Linked DNA regions of Rattus norvegicus: regions 1, 3 and 4 are each linked to region 2. A link is a contact called in public Hi-C data. All regions are on one chromosome and are shown on one strand. Each heading gives the region's core, a stretch centred on a gene start, on an enhancer-like site or on the middle of the called end of the contact. The rest is flanking DNA. Distances are from core to core; before and after follow the strand shown.

Evidence for each region. A called contact is a pair of places that touch in the nucleus more often than the background predicts.
Region 1: a contact with region 2 is called in a Hi-C map of Schwann cells, with 5 times the contacts expected there. The contact joins the enhancer-like site here to the promoter of Zfp462 in region 2. A contact is called at or near these places in 2 of 12 Hi-C or Micro-C datasets (the A7r5 cell line and Schwann cells) and 1 of 1 datasets of contacts at active chromatin or transcription factors (oligodendrocytes).
Region 3: a contact with region 2 is called in a Hi-C map of frontal cortex, with 2.8 times the contacts expected there. The contact joins the enhancer-like site here to the promoter of Zfp462 in region 2. A contact is called at or near these places in 2 of 12 Hi-C or Micro-C datasets (the A7r5 cell line and frontal cortex) and 1 of 1 datasets of contacts at active chromatin or transcription factors (oligodendrocytes).
Region 4: a Hi-C map of Schwann cells shows a contact between it and region 2, with 14 times the contacts expected there. The contact joins the enhancer-like site here to the promoter of Zfp462 in region 2. A contact is called at or near these places in 2 of 12 Hi-C or Micro-C datasets (the A7r5 cell line and Schwann cells) and 1 of 1 datasets of contacts at active chromatin or transcription factors (oligodendrocytes).

The regions. Positions count from the first base shown.
Region 1 is chr5:74,157,491-74,161,298 of GRCr8, forward strand. No RefSeq gene overlaps it. Among named protein-coding and RNA genes, the nearest start is that of Zfp462, 310 kb to the right of the region's middle. Within about 2 kb of position 2,146, at least 6 of the 93 cell types and tissues checked have an H3K27ac peak or open chromatin away from gene starts, as enhancers often do. A contact at or near this core is called in Schwann cells, where this site is marked.
Region 2 is chr5:74,466,611-74,470,859 of GRCr8, forward strand. It overlaps Zfp462 (zinc finger protein 462), which reads left to right and starts at 2,033. Exons shown (of 13, transcript NM_001427395.1): 1 at 2,033-2,222.
Region 3 is chr5:74,749,323-74,753,228 of GRCr8, forward strand. The region is part of intron 1 of LOC120103069 (40S ribosomal protein S18-like); the gene reads right to left. Among named protein-coding and RNA genes, the nearest start is that of Trnal-aag10, 86 kb to the left of the region's middle. Within about 2 kb of position 2,324, at least 22 of the 93 cell types and tissues checked have an H3K27ac peak or open chromatin away from gene starts, as enhancers often do.
Region 4 is chr5:74,773,273-74,777,365 of GRCr8, forward strand. The region is part of intron 1 of LOC120103069 (40S ribosomal protein S18-like); the gene reads right to left. Among named protein-coding and RNA genes, the nearest start is that of Trnal-aag10, 110 kb to the left of the region's middle. Within about 2 kb of position 1,834, at least 11 of the 93 cell types and tissues checked have an H3K27ac peak or open chromatin away from gene starts, as enhancers often do. A contact at or near this core is called in Schwann cells, where this site is marked.

The DNA.
Region 1 (3,808 bases), core at 896-3,395, 310 kb before region 2:
CAATATGCAATACTTTCTATCCAGGTATGGTAGCTCAATCTGCAATCCCAGCACTCAGATGGCTATGGCAAGAGGATCACCATGCAGTTAAGAGCAACTTGCAATACATAGTCAGTTCCAGGCTAGCGTAGATTAAATGAGAGCTAGAGTAAGACCCTGTCTCATAAAACCAGTCAATAAATCATCAATCAGTCAACCACTCAGTTGATTGATTCTCTAACAAGAAATCAAAAAATAATTTCCTCCAAAATGGATCAAGTTACATAAATTTTCCAAAATAGCTTATTTCAGGATACATTTTAAGATTTTTTTAATGCATATATGTGCGGATGGGTACCAGTGGGCAACAGAAGATGCTATTAGATATCCCTGAGCTGGAATTACAGGAGTTCTTGAACTGGGAACCAAACTCAAGTTCACTGGAAGAACAATAAATGTTCTTAACCAGAGAGCCATCTCTCGAGTCCCTCTGACCCATGGTAAATAAAAATATGTCCTAAAAGATTCAGTGTATTTGAAAATTATTGTCCAAAGCTAGAGTCACTCATATTTTTGAAAAGACAAAGTTTTTGATGTGATTGTTTTCTAGGAACTTTTTTTTTCTAATATTGTGCTTTAATTTGTTGGATGTACTCTTAGATTCACTTCTTGATTCAAAATGTATTTATTGAATTGGAAATAGTGATTTGCTTGGTATAACAGTGTATTTCACAACAAAAAAAAACTAGAACTAGATTGAGATTATACATGTAAATCTTTTAAAACAATACCGAAAAACATACATTGAACATTAAGTATGAGTAGTGGTTACAACTATTGTTGATATCACATGAACTTTATAGTCATTTAGTGGAGAGAGAGAGAGAGAGAGAGAGAGAGAGAGAGAGAGAGAGAGAGGATTCAAGATATATATAATCAAAATTATTTCCAGTAGAAAAGGTTACAAAAGACAGAGTGTAACCTGTAATAACCCCAGGAGCAGTCCCTAGGTTAGACACAGAAGTGGCCCTGTGTTTGGCCATTGGGTACTAGGATTTCTGGTGGCAATTGTAAAAGTAGTGAGATCTGGACTCTAGAATATGGTTGAGTGAGTCCCAAGTGGACTTTCAAAATAAAGTATAGTCAGACCTCTTAAAAGGACGGAGAGTGACAATTTCATCTTGTTAGGCAATGTGGTTAGTTTGTTTGTTTGCTTGCTTTTGCTTACAGGCTAATGAAAGTAGTTAATTGATCGTCTACAGATGCAGGGGGAAAATCCCCTCAAAGGAGGAAAATCCCCCCCAATGAAGTAAGTGATCGAGTCTCTGAGGCAGGGACCACTTTACATTAGCCAAGGAGGCTGCTGTTAGGAGGAGCTATTCTTTGTTGACAAGTAGGAATGCAGCCAATAATCTGAAGGGCTTAATTCCTGTCGGCAGCTGTTCACTGGGAACCCACTTGGTGCAAAGATAACACTGGGGACAATGGGAAGCCAAGCAGGTAAGTCAAGGGTCTACCTCTAATCACTACAGAATGTAGGGGAGACAAGATGTTAGAAGGCTTCAGGAGAGGACCTAAACCAAATGAGCAGAAATAGGGAAGGGTCTTGCAGGCTGCCTATTCTTTTTCATCTTTCTCTTCCTTTCCCTTCCCCCTCTACACTACAAGCCTTTGCCCTGGGCCTCCCCAAGGACAATAGAAGAGCTGCCCTTGATGAACAGGAGAGGATTCTCCTTGCCTGCCTCTCGGCATACGGTTGCCTAGCTTTGACTTTGCTCTGTAGAGAATAAATCACAGCCACTCCACTCCCTGGTGAAGGTCCCCAGGGAGATCGGACCTCATCTCCTCCCGGAGAGCCTGCCTATAACATGGGATTGTCAGGTACAAAGAGGGGGAAACCTTCAGAGGCCCACACCCCTGTTTGGAGAGCAAGGAGGGTCAAGGGGAATAATTGCTAGCAGTTGAATGTGAGCAACTGTGGGGGGATTGGAAGGAAAAAGGTTTTAAGAAGGGAAGAAAGCGAAAGAGGAAAAGAAAAGCCTGTGCAACCCCCTCCCCGCCTTCTCCCCCAAACTCCATAGTCTATGCACAGAGAACTGCATGGTGGTCTGGGTCCTTGTAGAACATTTGTGTGCCGGACAATAGCACAGCCTGGCTTCAGATCATCAGCTGCTGGTTTCTGGTTAGCTCTCCCTTTATGTGAGAGCACAATGCGAGCCTTCAGTCACACTGACTCTTGAGAAATACATCTGGTTTTTTCTTTCAGACGTTCTGAAAAGGTCAGCCTGTTCGTTTCTTAGACGCGAGACACCACATATTTTTTTTCTCCCTCTGAACTGGAAAGACAGACCTACACCTTTTCTTGCCTCCTGGTACATAATTAGACATGGTGCAGCTCTCACAGCCAGCCAGCCCATCCCGTGCACTTTGCAGAGACACAGCCCAGCATCCCTGGCTGCTGAACTCGTGGGCTGATCACAAAGGCTCCATACAGTCTCTCCCTTCCCCGCCTGGAGACCCTGGGATTCTCTGGCTGGTTGTTTTGTTAATTATGACAAGGACTCCCCCCAGCCTGTCCCCCAACACAGTGCATGACCAGTGATGCTGTCTGTGGCAGAAGGAAGGTTGGAGAATTTTGCACACACAAAACAAAACAACACACACACACACACACACACACACACACACACACACGCACACATCACAAACCTCACATTTTAATCATTTTCACTCCAGTGATGGTTAAGATTCTCCATGCGCGTTGTAACATAATAATAAATGTGCCCATGAGGGAAGAATGCTCAGCAGCTGGTGTCTGACAGATTATCTCATTCCAGACAGGCAAACGGTCCATGGTAAGGAGAGGCTGGAGCCTGAAGAGGCAATTTGGCACACATTGGGGTTTCACCTCTCGATGACGGAGGTCCAAGTGGCCCACCACATCCAGGCCTGTGTCCCTCAGAGCTTCTCTCTGGCTCATCGCCTCCCAGAGCTCCTGACAGCCATAGAAAAGGGGATTATTCTGTGAGCTAAGCCAGCTCATCTCTCTCACCCCTCCTCTAGGGCACTCACATTCTAACCAGAAGAAGTAATTATGGTCCCCACTCCGCCCCCAGCCCCCTGCATGAGCTCAGCTCTTTCAGGCGTGATACAAGCTATTTCCTCTCCCCACTGATGTCTTCACCTCCACAACAAACTCCTGCGTTCCAAACCCATCTAGAGTCCTTCCGCAGAAGAAGGCAAGTCGCTGACTTCCAGAAGCTTCTAAAACATTTCTCCTGTTATTTCAGTGTTGCCGTCACTTGTGTTCTGTGAACTTCTGCCACAGCAGCTGGGCATGGGTATTTCCTAATGAAGCCCAAGCGTAGGGTACCGTGGTAAATGTTTTTCTTCTACGGGTTCGCTTTAGCCTCATAACCCTAAATGGAAGGGAGGAACTTTACAATGAGAAGCTTGACGTTGCATGATGGGCCCCAGAAAAATTTCCCTGAGATGGTGGGGCTGGAAAAGCCCTGCCTTGTCCCTGTTCCTGAATTCAAAACACTTCGTGAACTCACCGTCCTCTGGGCGCCTATTGCCTTCTTACATGAGATGCTGGCGACCTCCCTCGCTGGGTGGCCATTCTAAGCCTTTTAAGGCAATATTCTTTGTCTGTCTACAGGTTTATTTTTGAATGCCAGTTTCTTTCCCAAGTGGACACTTCATAGAGATGACAGCACTGCCTGCGTTGTTCACACCTATCTTCCCAGTTTCTAGAACACTACTTGTCACCCTGTAGGAGTTCGGTCAATTTTTTGATGAGTATATAATGAACGGATTGAGCAATAGC
Region 2 (4,249 bases), core at 783-3,282:
TTAGGACTCCCAAGCTTTTCAATGTGAGTGGGAGGAGAAAAGGGCAGGAAGTGTTGACTGGAAGGGGGTTAGATCGTGCGTCAGGGTGAGACATTCTGCCCTGGAATACACAATCAGGAAAATCTTGGGAAATGAGAATTTTAGCTGTGCTTAGGAAACGCCGCTATCCGATGAGAACCAACTCCGTGCCGTGCGTGTCTCCTCTGCTTTTATTGTATGGGTTTACCAGTCTAGCTGCCCTGACTGTGGGGGAGGGGAAAGGGGGCAAGTATTAAAGAGGACAATCTCGCCCAGGATCCTCAACACCGCGCCTTCACCGGATGCGCGCTCCTCTATGCGAAGGAATCCAGCAACAACCCCTAATTCAGAGGCGGACAAAAGAAACTTTAATTAAGGTCTCTGCCCCGCGCGCCGTGCTGCGTGCTTTTTCTCTCTTGGGGCTGTTGATGTCCAACTAGAGGATCTGAGAAATAGAGATGGTTCCACCAACTCATGCCCTTGAACTTCGATTACTCCTGACTTGCTGTATTGATTTTTTTCTTCTCTATTTTTTGTTTTGTTTTGTTTTGTTTTTGGTACCATAGTTCCCCTCATTAACCATCTTTAGGAGATCTTTAACCTGGTGAGAGAAGGGGTGGAAAACCATTCTTGGAAGAAGTATCGTCCTGAACAGACAATTTTGGGGGAAATTACACTAAATAAAAATTCAAGGTGTGATGCTGCAGTTTGGCTCTCTTGTCTTCAACACCATGGCACCTTATCATTAGGAGCGATGATTGTTACTTTCCAAGCCTTTAGATGATCAGCCGGAAAGTGCAAACAATGTGCAAACAACACCGGGCGTGAGGGTGGAAAGTTATTTAAGCACGCCCCCCCCCCCCAGCTCTGGTGCGCCGTCAAAACATTTCACAAGTTCAGAAAAGAAAGTGGTAGCTTCTAGATCAGAATGATGGGTTCCTTCTTCTTTCCAAATCAGAAGAGATATAAAACGCACAATGAGCCTTTAGAGGGCGAAGGCTTAAAAATGCGTGCCAGTAATGGACAACTTGAGCCCTTCACTGAAGATACACTGAAAGCTGGAAAGGAATTAAAAAGCCCCACGTGGTTGATCTGGGTTTAGACTTGCAACCTTCAGTTCTTTGCAAAGATTGGCCTCTAGATGGATACATTTGAGGGACCCTCTGGAGCCGGGGTTGGGCGCTTGGGGCAGAGCTGACGGTGCGAGCGCTTCGGGGTCCCCATTAGGGGCTTGCTCCTCTGACCAGGGAGGCCGGGCGCCTCCTGAATCCTAGAGCGCACGCCTGGGACCCGGCGGTCCCGCTTCTCGCACCGCCTTTTCCGCAGGTCTTTATTCATCTCATCTCTCTTCCCCTTCTCCACCTCCTTTGCCTCCTTCTCCTCCTCTTCCTCCTCCTCCTCCACCACCACCACCACCTCCTCCTCCTCCTCCGCCGCCGCCGCCACCTCCTCCTCTTACATCTCACTGGCCTGGCTCTGTGTTGTTCAGAGTGACAAAGACAATGTCCCAGCCTTAACTTTGCAACCACCTTGCCTCCTTCTGGGGTTCAGCGCGGGAGGGGGGTGGGCAGCAGTCGCAGCTTCAGCATCTCCTCCAGCTTCTCCTGCGCTTCTTCAGCTCTTGGATAATTCTTCCCATTTTCTCCCAGCCCTTTTCTCATTTATTTCTTTCTTTCCCTTCCTCTCTCCAGCACGTTGTTGTTATTAGAAAGGCTTCGCGCACCCCCTGGTGCTCCGGCGTTTTGTGTGGCAGGAGAAGATTGTCTTCTCTCTTTCTGTCTTGCTTTCTCTCTCCCTCTGGTTGCTCATTATTCAGAGAGAGACACAGAGGGAGGGAGAGAGAGAGAGAGAGCGCGCGCGAGGGAGAGGGAGGAGAGGAGAGAGAAGAGCAGAGAGAGAGGAGAGAGAGAGAGAGAGAGAGAGAGAGAGAGAGAGAGAGAGAGAGAGAGTAAGTGAGAGGAGAGGGAGGGAGAGGGGAGAGAGACGGATATCTCAGGTCATCTGCAGCTGCAGCGAGTCTGAGGAGCCGAGGAAGGCAGGGAAGATGGCGATCCTCCATTGCTGAGACCCGGCAGAAGCACATGAGACTCCCAAACAACTTCCACAACAATAACCCGAGCAGGAAGAGGAGAAAGAGAAAGAGGATAAGGAGGCGGTGGGGCTGGAGAACCCGAAGCACCTCCCGGCGCCGGGACGCTTCTTCTGTAAGTTACTGCAATTAACCACCACCTCCGGGGTGGTCTGAGTGCTCCGCGGAGGAGAGCGCGGGGCGGTGGAGGCACAAACGCGCTCATTCATTCGGCCAAGGAGGGCTGGCGGCACGGGGAGGAGAGGAAGTCCCCTGCATGGGCTGGCTAGGAGGAGAGAGGAGAAGAAGCTAAAGAGAGACCGAGGAGGAGGAGAAGGGGGGGGGGAGGAGGGAGAGCAGCTGGGGGAGGAGGAAGAGGAGGAGAAGAAGCTAGGGAGGAAGAGGAGGAGGAAGAGGAGAAGGTGGTGGTGGTAGCTGTGGAGGTGGCTGTGCTTTTCCTGCTGGCTGCTCCTTCTGCCTTCTGCTTTGGGGTGGAGGGGGGGTGGCGAGCCCTGTGGCTTAATTAATTTCGTGTAGTTCTGTGAAGAGAAGAGAGAGAGAAAAAATGAAAGATGAGTGAGGATTGAGCTGGAGGCTTAGGACGGATGCTCGGAGTGTGGGGACAGGAGTAGGAACAGAGAAGGGGGGCGGAGGGCTGGAGGCCAGGGGAGACCTGAGCCCGAGCCAGAGGGAGCGAGCAAGGGGTCAGAGGAGGGAGCGCTCAGTGCGAGCGGCCCCGACCTGAGCGGGTTGACCTCTTTCTTTCTCTGTCCCTCTGCTTCCTTTCCCCTCCTCTGTCTGCCTGTCCCCTGCCCGATGGCAAAGCCGTGTGGATTGGCACCCCCCTCTTCCCCAGGTATTTGGTTCCCTCTCTCTCTCTCTCTCTCTCTCTCTCTCTCTCTCTCTCTCTCTCTCTCTCTCTCTCTCTTCTCTCTCCGAAGTTGGGATGCGGGGTCTGGATGTGTCGAGGGGGTAGCAGCCGCCGCTGCTGCTACTGGGGAGGAGAGAGGCGATAAACGAGAGGGGGGGTGCTGCTTGCCGGGTGGGGGCGCAGGTTGAGGGACAGCTAAGGAGCTGTCTCTAGGCTGAAGGTTCAGAAGCGTCGGTTGCAGGAGGACAACGGTTTCTGGAGAGGAGAAGCCATTACACACGCTCGGCTCTCCTCTGAGGCTGGGAGAAAGGAAGGCAGGGGCCTGGAGTGGGGGTGGGGGGGCTCTCACTCCTGGTGCGGTTCCCAGGGGTCTGCCCTCCCTCCAGGCACGGGGGGAAGCCTCAGCCGCCCCCATTGGAGCAGCCCCTCTCTTTCCCTTTCTTTATCTCCCTGTCCTCCATTTGCAAGCTGTCTGCTTTGGTTCCAGTCCAGACTCCAAAACACAAAGCTCCTTCTCACGTTCATTCTCCAGGCTGTTCACCATCCCTGAAGGAACCCTGGATTTCTTTTCATTGTGGCTCCTAACCTACAGAGAGGGAGGGGAGGAGATTGCCTGGAGTTCCTTTTATATTCCTCCCCAACCTTTAAAAAAAAGAAGAAGAAGAAGAGAGAAAAGAAAAGAAAAAAGTTTCATTTTTAAGCATGCGCCTGGGATGGGGAAAGACCAACCAGTTGGGGCTTTCTCCAGGGCTCCCGGGGGCTGTGTCTGAGTGTCTGTGTTGGCTGTTTGGCTTGCTTTGGTTTTGTTTCTGGAGGTTGCTTGCAGGTTTGGGGAGGAAGTGACTAGTTGGGTTGAGAGCTGGGAACTGAGTCAGGTAACCCTTGTCATTCTGTAACTCTACCAGAAAATGGAGGAGAGCAGGCTTCCAGGAGACAAAGCTGAGATGAGAAGTGTTTATAAAATTATGGATGGCTCCATTTTGAAGCTGTTGGTGATGGCTGAAGGAGTAAGCATTTCCAGCCTGCTCCTTCTCCCTCTCCAGAGGGAGACCTTGAGGTGGTTCCTCACTGTCTATTCATTAAGCAAGGAAATTAGGGCTTTTAAGGGTTCCTCAGATTTTTTTTTCTTCCACCCAAGCGGTGCCTTCACAAGTTACTGAGATGTTTGTTTCCATTTTAAAGTAAACTTTTGGAATTTTTTTTTTCTCCTTTGGAATGGACCTGAAGGGTTTTTGACCTCCTTCAGGAAAGGCAAGGCAAAACCTTAAAACATTTCCACAAAGATCTTCTCA
Region 3 (3,906 bases), core at 1,074-3,573, 280 kb after region 2:
TATTCCCTGCTTCAGGGATACAACCTACCAATTATGAACTTCACGGCAACAGTGAAGCATCAACAGGGTTCACAATCAAGACTCTAAACCCATCCTGGGTGAGGGCATAGTTTGCATTCTCTGGCTATGAGACAACACTGAAGTAGATCTGGAAAAAAATAAATAAATAACACAGAGAGGTTTGGGCTGCCAGATTATTCGAGCTGACATTATTACTATCACGCCCAGTGATTAAGAAGAAAATAAAGGCTGAGTCCCACTTGTCTAATTTGATTATCAGAGAAGCCCTGTGTTGATTACTAACGTCTGCTTGCAATTGGGGGCAGAAAAGAGGGAGCCAACCAGCTGAAAGCCAGGCAATCACACACAGGGGCCTGAGGTCTGCCTAAATGAAATTTAATAATAAGTGGGATGTGCTCCCAGATAAAGAGGTAAATAACAGACAGCGAGAAGGGAGGTTCAGCTTGTATAGGCAGAAAGGGGATGCTAGCCAAGCTGGCATGTTTGGAGAAATGGCCTATGTTGAAAGAGGAAGACAGGCTCAGGGCAAGAGGAAGGCAGGGAGGCAGAGGACAGAAAGCAGACGGTGAATTAGAGATGAGGCTCTCGTGAGTGGGGTCTCAGGAGAGGATTATAAGTGCATTCAGGGTCATGAACAAGAAGTGTTGGTGTACAGAAGGGATCTGTGGCCGAATCACAAAAATCTCGGAGCCAAGAGAAGAAAGATTGCAAGCTGGAAGGCCACCAGCTGCTGCTTAAATACTGCCTTCGTGTGGCAAAAGGAAAGAAAGGCGTCATCTCAGAGGCTGCCCTGTGGGTACCAGCAGATCCCACTTGAAGGCACCAAGCCATCCCGTAGCCTAAGGATACTTGCAGAAAGTAAAACCTGCAATCAGATGTCCCAGAGGAACACCTTCTAGATGATGCTGATACAGGAGGGAGGAAAGGATGCTAAGCTAATGCTGGACCTGAAATTGTTCCGTTTGTCTGTCAAATGAGTACAGTTTCATAGTTCATATTGGAAATAAGAGAATGAGAAAGACATTTAAAATAAGGGGACTGAGGTCACCCTCTGCAGTTGGTTAAAACTGCCAGATCTCAGTAGACATAATCAAAAGTCCCCCGCCCCTAAACCATAGTTCTCAACCTGTGGGTCGCAACCCCTTTGGAGTCAGAATGACTCTTTCACAGGGGTCACCTAAGACCATCTGAGAAGACAAATATTTACATTACAATTCATAACAGTAGCAAAATTATGAAGTAGCAACAAAAATAATTTTTTGGTTGGGGGAACCACAATAACACGAACTGTATTAAAGATCACGAGTTAAGAACCACCACTCTAAACAGTCAAGAAAGCACCAGGCAGGGTGGCTCATGTCGTTAATCCTAGTATTCAGGAAGCTTAGGCCAGAAGACAGAGAGGTCACAACCAATCTGAGCTACATAGTGAGACCCTATCTCAAAAACAAATCAAACAACAAATGCTGGGCATGGTGGTGCACTTAAGGCCTGTACTTGGGAGGCAGAGGCAGGCAGATCACTGTGAGTTTGAGTGAGGCCAGCCTGGTCTACAAAGTGACCCAGAGATACATAGTGAGACCCTGTCAAAATAGATAGATAGATAGATAGATAGATAGATAGATAGATAGATAGGCAGACAGACATATGGATAGACAGACTAATGATACTGAACAGAATTTTTGGACTAAATAGGAGATGAATCCATAGCAAAGAGAAGGAGTAGAGGCCGTACCTCTCCAGGAAACTCAGTTCCTGGACCTAAAGAGTTCCAGCCCTGTGAACAAGACTGTCCCTACGGAGGCCCTCTCAGTGCAAGGCAATTGCATATTCTAGCCATCTAACTCCACATCTTGGCTCTGGTCTCAAAAATCTTAGCTTAAGCTTGTTTTATTCCACGGGGAAAATACTCTCTTAATTTAGAATCTCCCCAGCGCTTGCCCCTATAGCCTTCCTTAGAGAGCAAGGCCTATTTGTCCCCAACGGAGAAGGGAAAACACCACACCACCTGAGTTCTGAGCCTCATTCTCTGTGTCCTGCTGGATTCCCAGGTAGAGAGCTACAGCCAGCCTTGAGCTTTGCCTATGAGGAGAGCCAGTTTATGGGGAAGTCAGGCAAGAACAACGATAGGATGTGGAAAAATGTCTCAAAAGACCTGCAGCTGAGCCACTCAGTGGCTGTGAGTCTCCTACTTGTAAAATGTGTGCGCCAGGCTCTAAACCAGCAACATGCACACCGGGATCTCTCAGGTCACGATAAGCATGAGCAGACCCACGGTGCAGGGTAGAATGTGCTCCTTGTGCCCACCGTCCTCTTGACTTTGGAAACTTATTTCTTAGTGCCACTTTTTTTTAAACAGCTGTACTGTGCTTTCTCATTACAGATCCTACACAATTATCAGGACAGACACCCTGCTGCATGAAGAAAAGGCAAACAGCTTTGTTTAAAACTGAAACAATCATTTATAAAGTGAGGAACAGAAAGACCTTCTAACACATTCACAGGTTATTTTAATATGTTCCGAATAAATGCTAAGAAAAGGCAGTGTTTATAAATAGTCTTCAAAACAGCCCCCTCCACTTTGTTGATGTGCTCCAGCTTGTCAATGTCCCTATTGTGCAGGGCCCCGAGCTGAATATAATTAAATCCTATTACCCAGGAAAACTCGCAGCATGGTTGGTCTGACAAATTTGATAATTTATTAATTCAATCCTTAAATGTAACAGGATGAATTCTGGGCCTGAGAGTTGGGGGTGGATGAGGTGGTACTGTACCATTCCTCCCCTCAAAGAGATTATAATCCAACAGAGGGCATGCCCATAGAAGTAGTTAGACAGTCCCAGTCAAAAATGGGTGGTCACTAGGACCCAATCAGCAGCCAGAAGCAGCAGCCTCTAAACTCTTAGGTGACAAGGTTTTCTCTACCTGCCTTCCTTCCTTTGTAGTAAGAGATAGCCCAGGAAAGTGCCTGCAGTTGTGACCTCCAGTCAGACTGGCAGGGTGTCAATCTGGCGGAGTGTGACTCCAGCTCTGGGCTCTTGCTTTGAGAAGTGGTTAACATCTGTCAACCACAGTGTCCTCATTTTTTGAACTAGGACCGACAGAGCTAACTACTTCATAGATTGGATAAAGAAGGAGACAATGTCCACAAAACAAACAGCAAAAGTGAACGATGGTTTAGTTGGTAAAGTGCCTCATCTCACAAGTATGAAGCCCCCAGCTTGGACCCCCAGAGCCCATGTGTGGTGGCTATTCTTGAGCATCAGTTTGACTACATCTGGAACTAAAATCCAAAGATCAAGGGCACAATCGTGGGGGACTTGTTTTGTTTTTGCTTTATTTAAAGTAGGAAGATCCACTTCTACTCTGGATCTCTGAGTTATGAATCACACCTTTAATCCAGATCTTTCAAACTGGGAATCAGGATCTTGAAGCAATAAGATAACGTCATATCTATCTTTAATCTGGACCGCACCTTCTGCTGGAGGTCTACATGAGGACACAGAAGACTGAAGCCTTTGCTCTCTGTCTGCTTTCTCTTGCCTTGTTAGTGAGTCCATTCCTTCACTAGCATTAGAGCCTGACTCTCTGGGATTCCACCTCAGATTGAAGGCCAGCTGAGAAAGCCAGCTCGGTGAATGGAGCAACTACTGCATTCTTGGACTTTGACTTGACTACCAGACATCGTTGGATTAGCTGGGCTGCAGCTTATAAATCATTCTAATAAATCCCCTTTATATATGTGTATGTGTGTATATACATATATGTGTGCATATATATGTATATATACATACTTATGTGTGTATACACACATAGATGATGGATAGATAGATAGATGATAGATAGAAGATAGATAAATAGATGATAGATAGATGATAGAAATAT
Region 4 (4,093 bases), core at 584-3,083, 310 kb after region 2:
GGACATGTCTCCAGGGGAGGTCATTGTGGCGCTTTACAAAGCTGTTAGAGAAACAGCCTGGGAAATCCATTCTCTCCAAGTCAGTAGAACACCAGTCTGTAAGAGCTGAGGTCAAGCTGTAATGTTGGGTCCTTTAATGTGTCTATTCCAACATCTTCCTGGGAAGAATATTGATTCATTAAGATAAAATTTAGCCTGGAACAGAGACAAATGGAAAACGGAGATTGGCTGATTCGTGATGTCATAACGTGTTATCTATTTGTTGTCCTTGGTCTCCCCACCATAACTTTCCACACCCCAACCCTGACCAGGGACCTTGATCTTGAAGCTCTGAGGTGAACTTCAGTTTCACTGGCTAAGGATCTGTGTCCATGGGGATGGAGCCACAGGGTAGCATTGTGACCCTGTAACAGTTCTATCTCATCAACTTGGCAGGCCCTGAGATAATTTTTAAAACAGAAAAGAAAAAATTATTGCTGGGTCCCAAAATAAAATGTTATCCTAGATATTAAATGTTGTCTAACAGACAGTAAATTTAATGGCTCTGAAGTGGCTTTAGACCTCTGAGAAGATTTTTACCTCTCAGTCTTGGCGGGGACACCAAGTACTGCTCTTCTATTTCTGCTCTGCCTTCCAACTGTCATAAATAGTTAACTGTGTGACTCCTTTCCAAAAAAAAAAAAAAAAGCCTCCCAGGAGCATCTGAAAATAGCCTCCAGGGGCTCAATGCATATTTCCTCGGGTCCTCCTCTTAATCTCTCCATATGGGTGGCTATGATTTATTGCTACTGTCACCCTGTAGACCTGCAGAAACAAAGGCAGTCAGGTTGGAAGGCAGACAGAGGTATCAGTATAGGGAGGGTCTCTTGAGAGATGGAACTGAGCATCCATTCCGGATGAGAGTGCAGGCTTCAGAGATGTCACCTCTCCTTCTCATGATTTCTCTGCAACAAACAGAGAGAGGAAGGGATGTCATCCTGTCCCAAGATGCATTGAGACTTTCCCCTCAAGTCTGAAGCTTCAACGGAGTCTCCCACAAGGCAGAACCTGCCAAAGTCCAAGGACTAGTATGACAGAGCAAGTGTACACTCATTACAAGGGGCACATGTCACCTCTGCCGTTTCCTATCTCCAGGCCAAAAGTGAGCACTCTCCTGCCAGTTTTCCAGCCCAGTGGCATGACCCGAGGCTGGCTGTCCATCAGCAGCAGTTTGATACAGAAGGAGAAGGGGAAGCCGGGCCCAACTGAGGCACCTGCCTGCTCTTGCTGGCCGTGCTCTCCTTCCTTGTGTTTATCCACAGCACGGTCACCATCTCTGCGACACTGAGCTCATCCTCAGGAAAGCAGTCCCTGCCAATAGACCACCAGTCCAGGGATCCCCTGTTGACCCAGGAGGAGGATAGGGCAGCAACCTCCCCATCTGTCTCTGTGCCTTCTGTTTTCCCCTCAACACTCCTAACAATGCACCATGATTAGTTGCAGCTCAGGCCCCCTGACACCCCTTAACCTGGAAAATCAGGCAGACTTTCGAGACAGCAATCAGCTCCCAGACACATCCAACCGTAATGTGATTACTCCATTTACCAAAATGCAAAGAGAGCTACTTGAGGCGTTTCTGATTAGGGCTGACATTATCTCTCTAATGGGCCATGGCATTAATCAAAGCTGTTGCTATGACTATGGCAATGCTGGGGAAATAACCCCAGCTTGATTCTGGCCCTGCCCAGTAGTGCCACTGAAGAAGAGGTCAGCTTTTGTTAGGGACACGGCGCGAGAATTGCTTCTTCCTGCCTGAGAAGGGTTTTCTGTTGAAATCACACCACCAGCCAGAAAGAGGCCTCTGTGTTCTCTCATGACGTTGGGTACTCTGGTTCCACAGTTCAAGATGACTTGGTGGCATTGTCCCAGGAGGAACTGTGTGTGCCCATGAATGCTGGGAGTGGAGGTACCAGGCTGATCCGTGAGACTGTCAGAGGCTTCTGTTGTCCAGCGCTATGTCTTAATTGTCCACTGACACACCCCCAACCCCCAAGAACCTGGGGAGGAGGAGAAAGATCCTTGGAAAAGCCAACTTTCCCATGGCATCAATGCTCTGGCCTCTGCTGCTCTCTCTCCATTCCAGACCTCAGAAACATTTGGCAGAGACAAACCCGTAACTACAGAGCCTACATGAGCAGATGGAAAAACAGAGGCAGAATGAAATGGGTATGACAGGCACACATGGAAAACCCTCTGGCCTCTGCTCTAGATGGCAGGGAACGCATGGTCTGGAAGAGGCATACAGGGATCAGATGATGCCACTGGTGCCGGCCATCAGAACCTGGTTCTCTTTTGCTAGTAATGAATTCTCCATAAACCCAAGTCTCCAAGTCTACCTTTTCTTAGGTGCAACTATGATCAGAAGAGGACACTCTGAGGGCATCGATATAGAGTGAGCACATGTACACACACACACACACACACACACACACACACACACACACACACTAGTTCTTGTCCAAATCTTTGCAGAATTTTCTCTGACCTTTGGTTTTCCCTACCTTCAGGACAGGCACAATGGAAATTGACTCTGCTCTCCTCACAAGGGAGTAAAATAAAAACCATTGCAATTTGAGAGAAAGTGGCTTATAAAGTCTAGAGCACAGTCAGGGTTAAAGCTCTGAAGGGGGCCCCAGCTTAGACACTCACAGGTCTGGGAGGTACCTTGCACAGAGGAGGGAGGGAGTTTTGAAGCTCCCAGGGAAACCACTACCTCAAAGACAATAACAAGCAGTACCTGTTCTGAGCCCTATTTCCAAAATGCACTTATATTTTTTAATGGGGACAAGAATTTTTAAAAACAAAAGGCTTCTGTGAAAAATCAAGAAAGAGAATGTATGTGAAAGTACGTATAACCCTGCACCCTGGATTCCTAATTAATGTTCAAGTCCCTCATTCTCTGCTTGGGGGGAAAGGTCTTGTCCTCAGGGGTGAGACCTCGGACAGCTCCTTACTTCTTAGCTGTGTGACTGAGCCCAGTCGGACACTGAATGACAGCAAACACTTGTAATGCTCTCCATGCTTGATCTCACGTAATTATAGCAACAGCCTGGTGAGGCGGGCAGGGATCATTGTCACCAGTGTGAAGGGACATCGTAGGTGACTCAGGCTGTCAGAGATACAGCTGGGATTTTAGCCCAAATTTGTCTCATTCCAAAACTGAACTTCTTTCCATGACCCTCTTGGCTAGAACTGACCTGAGTCAATTTTGTTATTCACTATGTAGATGGAAGAGGTCGTCAGGCCATGGGTCCCTGTGCGCCGTAATGAAAGCAGGTGCCACAGAAAATTCTGCCACACAGGCTCTCATTTATTAGCGGAGCAGGTGCAAAAATAGGCCTGTGTCTCTTGCCGTGTGAGCTCAGACACATTCCGAAACATTGTCCCTTTAGTATTCCACCAGAGCTTTGCATGAAAGCTTTGCTCAGGGCATAGGTGACTTTTCTTTTTCTTTTTCTCTTTCTTTTTTTTTAACCAGGATCCAGCTAACTTCGTCATAGGGTCATGAGGGAGAAAATTTTCTCTGGTTGTCAGCCAGATAAACACAGGATCCATTGGAGTCATGAGCTCTTGGTACTATTCCATTTAGCAAACGCAGGAAAACCAGCCAGAGAACTGCCGGAGCATTCCAGACCTGGGCTGATAGCTGTCAGGGAGGAAAGACGGACTAGATTCCTCATAGAGCTCACTAAATACGAGGAGCCCCAAAATGCCACACACGCCTCCAGTAAATGGGCTTTTTCAGAGTTCTGGAAGCCTGGAACCTAAAACCAAGCTGTCCCCTCTGAAGGTTCTGGGACAGGTCCTTCCCCTTCACACACACACACACACACACACACACACACACACACACACAGTCACCCCCCATTCCTCTCCTGGCTCCTGGCAGATGCCAGGAATGTTTGGTATTGCCTGGTTTCTTGTGTCCATGTTCCAGCATCCATTGTTATTATTGCTTTGGTTTTCCATATGTCTGTCTGTCTGTCTGTCTGTCTGTATGTCTGTCTGTCTGTATGTATGTATGTATGTACATGTGTCTGTGTCTCTGGGTTTC